Linked DNA regions of Arachis hypogaea: region 1 is linked to region 2. The links are chromatin contacts, called in public Hi-C maps. All regions are on one chromosome and are shown on one strand. Each heading gives the region's core, a stretch centred on a gene start, on an enhancer-like site or on the middle of the called end of the contact. The rest is flanking DNA. Distances are from core to core; before and after follow the strand shown. Region 1 holds the start of LOC112796578 (peroxidase 16). Region 2 holds the start of LOC112796575 (nifU-like protein 3, chloroplastic).

The links. Hi-C and Micro-C count contacts between places; a contact is called where the count stands out from the background.
Region 1: a Hi-C map of an unstated tissue shows a contact between it and region 2, with 4 times the contacts expected there. The contact joins the promoter of LOC112796578 here to the promoter of LOC112796575 in region 2. A contact is called at or near these places in 5 of 8 Hi-C or Micro-C datasets (leaf and an unstated tissue).

Annotation. Positions count from the first base shown.
Region 1 is chr4:28,435,058-28,437,757 of arahy.Tifrunner.gnm2.J5K5, reverse strand. LOC112796578 (peroxidase 16) reads left to right here and starts at 1,273. Exons shown (of 4, transcript XM_025839106.3): 1 at 1,273-1,619; 2 at 2,002-2,199; 3 at 2,363-2,528. The coding sequence starts at 1,404.
Region 2 is chr4:28,257,406-28,260,105 of arahy.Tifrunner.gnm2.J5K5, reverse strand. It overlaps LOC112796575 (nifU-like protein 3, chloroplastic), which reads left to right and starts at 1,291. Exons shown (of 4, transcript XM_025839101.3): 1 at 1,291-1,712; 2 at 1,866-1,986. The coding sequence starts at 1,653.

The DNA of each region.
Region 1 (2,700 bases), core at 24-2,523, 180 kb before region 2:
ATTAAACACCATTCATTAGTTAGTAAAACATTTGAAAAGTCTGACATTGCGAATTCAATGTAGTAGTTGGAATTGGGAGATGATCACATGCCATTGAGTTGACAATAATCTCATAAAGATGCATCATTTGCTCAGCTTAACATATTCTATAATCTATATATACTGTACTACCTTATTTATTTGTCTCTGAAATTAAAATGTCAGAGTTGTCAATGCATGTCTCTTTCAATCATCTTTATCTCATAAGCATAAACTCAATCACTCACGCTTCATATATAGTCGACCACAGAAAGAGATCATCATATTAAACCTTTTTATAACCGTTTAAAATTAAATAATGGGTAGTTTTGCACGATTATTTACACATCATCTACTAAAGCAGTTTCTAACAACTTGGACTAATCTTCATTATTGTTGTTATATTAAAGGAAATATTAATGAGTTAAAAATAACAACATGGAGCTTTGTAGATTGTTCTGAGCGTTTGATCGAAACACTCAAAACAGAGAATACATTTACATGATATTTTTGTTTCTTGTTTCTTAATACTTCCTAATTATTTCATGCATTGAAGTTTCTGCATAAAAAAAAAAAAAACATTTGAAAAAGTGTAAGTTAACATCTCTTAGAAATTAAATGCTCTTTTAATATAAGCAATACATTTACATGGTAAATAGTAAATACTATTGCAACGAGTCTTTGTCAAGATGCTATAAGAGAGGTAAATTAAATTTTTCTTGCGAAAGAATTTGAGTTCGAATTGGAGGGAAAAAAAAAGTTAAGACTCTGTTATGAGTTTCTTAGCTCTTTCAGACTGAATCAAAGAATCAGAAGATAAATATTTAATTCAACACGATGAAAATGTAAGATACTTCTTGTTGGTAAAAAAAAAGTGCAAATGCTAATTTCATTGGTTAACTTGTTCTCCAACGATACAGTTTGTAATGAAATAGGTTAACATATTCTGAAAGCAGTTTTGATGCATCACGGCACTTCATCATGTGATTACATACACGCCAGAGTGCTAGCAGCTGCCACTAAATACTACTCTACTTAGAGCAGCAACATTTTCATTTAATTAAAAAGTATCTAAGAAGCTTCACTTACGTTTCCTTCAACTTTTATCAGATTCACATACATATTTATGTCAATATTAGCAAGACTGTCCATGAAAAAATTAAGCACTCTTTTGTACTTATTCTCATCAATCATTTTTTCATTTAATAATCATATCAATATATGTGTGTCAATGGAAGCAATCTTCAAATCAACATCAAACCAATTTTTCTTTTTTGTTTTTTCCTTAATCAAGTTAATCATAAACTTCCTTATATATGTAGCATTGGAAGCAAGAAATCATAGTATAGTTAAAAAGCAAGCTAAGATAACAAGACTAGTAAGAAATGGCCATCAACTTTGACTTTGTGTTAACATCATTTATGATTCTACTAATTAGTAGTGTACAAACAAGCTCTGCTCAACTTTCTCGCGGCTTCTACAACAACACATGCCCCAATGTGGAACAGCTGGTTCGCGCCGCCGTGACGCAGAAGTTGCAGCAGACATTTGTGACTGCTCCTTCCACTCTTCGCCTCTTCTTCCATGATTGCTTTGTCAGGGTATGTCTAAGCGCATTCACTTGTTAATTAACCAAATTTTGTTGGTTGGTGTAAGTCTAAAATTGTATTGTTTAACTAGGTACACTTGTTAAGGAAATTACAAGTAGAATATTTAAAAAAAAAATAGAGATTTCTTGAGTTTTTTAAGTATTGAATATATTATTATTGAAAAAACTACTTTTTTTTTATTCTCTTATCCAATGTTTTTAAGACAATGGTTAAGTGGTTATCTAGGTTCTTATTTTATTCAACATTTCTGCATGGCAGCATGTTAATACTTAATACTGTCAATGCCATTCATTATTCAATTAAATTACTAATCTATTAGGTTTTTTTTCTGGAAATATTATTACTGAACTTTGTTCTTGGTTTCTGCATACAGGGTTGTGATGCTTCAGTTCTGCTTGTGTCTCCAACTAACCAGGCAGAGAAAAGCCATCCTGATGATGTGTCGCTTGCCGGGGACGGTTTCGACACGGTGGTTAAGGCCAAGGTAGCCGTTGATAGTGATCCTCAGTGCAGAAACAAAGTCTCTTGTGCTGATATTCTTGCTCTGGCCACTAGGGATGTGGTCAACTTGGTACAATTTCACTTCAATTTCTTCTCATTATTTTGATCTATGCTTTGTAAAAGATTCTATAATCTAATAATCTCTATAATAATGTTAATTGATAGAACAATGTTCATAATTAAAAAATTAAGTTAGTTAAACTATCATAATTTGCTTAATAATAATAATGTAGGCTGGGGGACCATTTTATGAAGTTGAATTAGGAAGGCGTGATGGGAGAATATCTACTATTGCAAGTGTTCAACACCATCTTCCTAGCCCTAATTTCAATTTGGATCAGCTCAATTCTTTGTTTAGCTTTAATGGCCTCTCCCAGACAGATATGATCGCATTATCAGGTAACTTAAGTGGAAAAAATATGTTCCTTACACTTTAAAAATCAGCTATCAAATCAGTCTATACGCTTATGTATATTTATACTATTAATTCACACATTTTTTTAACTGAGTAATTTGTCATTAGAATAATCAAATTTGTTTGCAATAATATGTTTAAATTTTTTATGAGATA
Region 2 (2,700 bases), core at 42-2,541:
AAAAAGATTTAGTAATTTAAATATGAAATGGTTCACACTTGACACAAATAACTGTGCCGTCATTATCACCTAAGCCATATCAAACATATTTATATGATATCATGTACATTCAACAATTTTACTTATCAGTTTAGAGAACAAACATTCTTCCACTCAAATAGATATGTAAAGAATTGTAGCCTAACTAACAATAGCTCTAATATATAAACCAAAATACTGATATAAAGACGCACCTATTGTGGTTTGAAGATGCACTAATCCACAAGTATTAAACTAAACAGAGACATGGAAACTCATTAAAATGGCCAAACTTAATCACTGACCCTGGTATCAAACTGACCAAACTTAGCAACTGATCCCAGATTGTTCAGTTCTAGTTCTTACGAGACAAAAAAGGAAGTAAACATCATAAACTCATGCTGTTATAAAGCTTAAATAAATGGGTTAGTCAGCTTGGCATTCATTCTCGTCAAAGAAACTTTCATAGATTAGGGCATGATAGAAAAGATGAAAAGAACAAATCCACAGATTAGGGCACGACGGAAAAGATGAAAGGAATCAATAAATTAAACCATTTTTGTATAAAACTAACCTAGGTCAAAGCAGTTAGGACGAGGAGTTGATGGTTGGCGTCAATAGCAACCGGGGAGAGGCGACAACTTCATTCTTTGATTTTCCTGTGAAGGAGAAAAAGAGGAGATGGGAAGATGGGGGTTACGAAAATGAACTTGCAAGCGGCAAATCACTTACCTAGCGGTGGCGAGGCTAGCGACGAGACAATGGTAGTTCTTGAGACGGTGCTTCAGAGATTGCAGTGGCTGTTCTATAGAAGAATGAGAAGATGGAGTCACGAGGGAAGAATGAGAAGATGGAGTCACGAGGGTTGATCAAGAAGCCGTAATTTACATTAAGGGTAATTTTGGAATTATTGAATTAGAATGGGGCAATTTAGGTACAAATTATAATTAAAATTTCTGTCCTCGTCTTGAAAATTTTTTGTTTCTAGTGTCTCTACTTTTTGGAGATACTGAAATTTTGAAGCCAAAAACAGAAATTTAAGTACTAATCTCTAACTCAACTAACATAATATTGAGTCTCTGTCTTCCCGTCTCAGTTCCAGTCTCTACAAACAAACTACCTAACTGAACCAGTTAAATTTCTGCTTCATGGGTATTTCAGTCAAACTGCCTGATACGGTCTGATTATAACAGCTATGGTCCAATGTACTTCGACAAAAATAGAAACCTCCCCATATTTTTTAGCACCCTGAATTTTTGGCAAGATGAATTTAATGCTTTTGGGCATAAAACTTGGGTTTGAATCATAGCACATGGGTGATCCAATCTTAACAACCACCCGTGTGTTTGAGTTCTGTCCACAAACTTGGCCATATTTTAAGTCCAACAAAAAGAAAAAACTTGGCCACATTTTTATTTTATTTTATTTTATTTCACTTTTCATTATCATCATGGAGCGTCATCAGAAACAAAATCAACTTGAACCAATCAATTGCTGTGTACCAGTATCAACCATCCAAAGGCCACTGCTGCTGCAAAAACATAAGAACTTAAACTAATTCCTTTAACTCCATTCAAAACAAGATGAGACAATTGTATGTTACCATAACCTTATGGTAGCTTTTACTGATTGCAATGCTTTGTGCAACTCATCATACATTATTATTATTCTCTAACCCGTGTTGTTTCCTTAAGGTACGTTGTTTCCTTCTTCTGAGAAATTAAGGAATTTTATTCATCTAATTATGCCATCTTTACAAAATTCTTAGGTGGATTATATTGCTATGTTTGTTGTGTTTATGTGACTCAAAATTTTGCACCTATTTTTATTCTTAATTTTATTTTCAGAATCGAGTTTCAAATGGCAGAGGATTTTCTTCAAATGAGAGTTGTTTTGTTAGAGGTCACCAAATGGACATCAAACAATATTTTGGACTTATATCATCCCGTTCTCCACGGAACAAAGCAGGTGCTACTACTCTCTTTTCATGTCAATGCATTCTTCTAACTAATTCATCAATTTGAACACCATTTATTGGATTAAATTTATTAATACACTAGACCCATTAGGGGTTATTAGAGGGTTAGTTACTTGATTAGCTTATAGATAAGCGATTTATCCATTTGTAAATCAATAGGGCTAGCTGTGGAACCTGTATCTATGGGTAGGATCGGCTTCAGGTATCGAGCATATCCTATCATCCAACTCGCACCCTCAATATATAATGTGAATGTACATAAAAATACATATACATATGATGAGCCAGTAAAAAATTTGAACTTAAATTCTTGTCTTTTGCACAAATACTTAGTACCACCAAACTAATAATTCAATTTGCTAATCATAGATAAAATAATAGAGGAGTGCTAGGGGATCAGCAAGTTTTGTGATTTGTAACCATCAATTAGTCCGTATTAATATCTAATGGTATGGAATTACTCACTTTTCTTTTGCTGGTTAAGTGTTGGCCAAATTTAAATAAAAGTACTGGTCCTAGACTTTTTCAAAATGATATTTGATATTATGAAATGTCTGGAAAGACTAGAGTGAAGATAATTTGTTGTGCGGATCGGTTCGGGTACAATCGGGTTGCAAGATTTAGAGTGCGGGAATGGTTCAGGTTGAGGAGTTTAAGCCTGCGAGTAGGGCTAGGACTTAGGACAGAGCTTATAATCTACCATA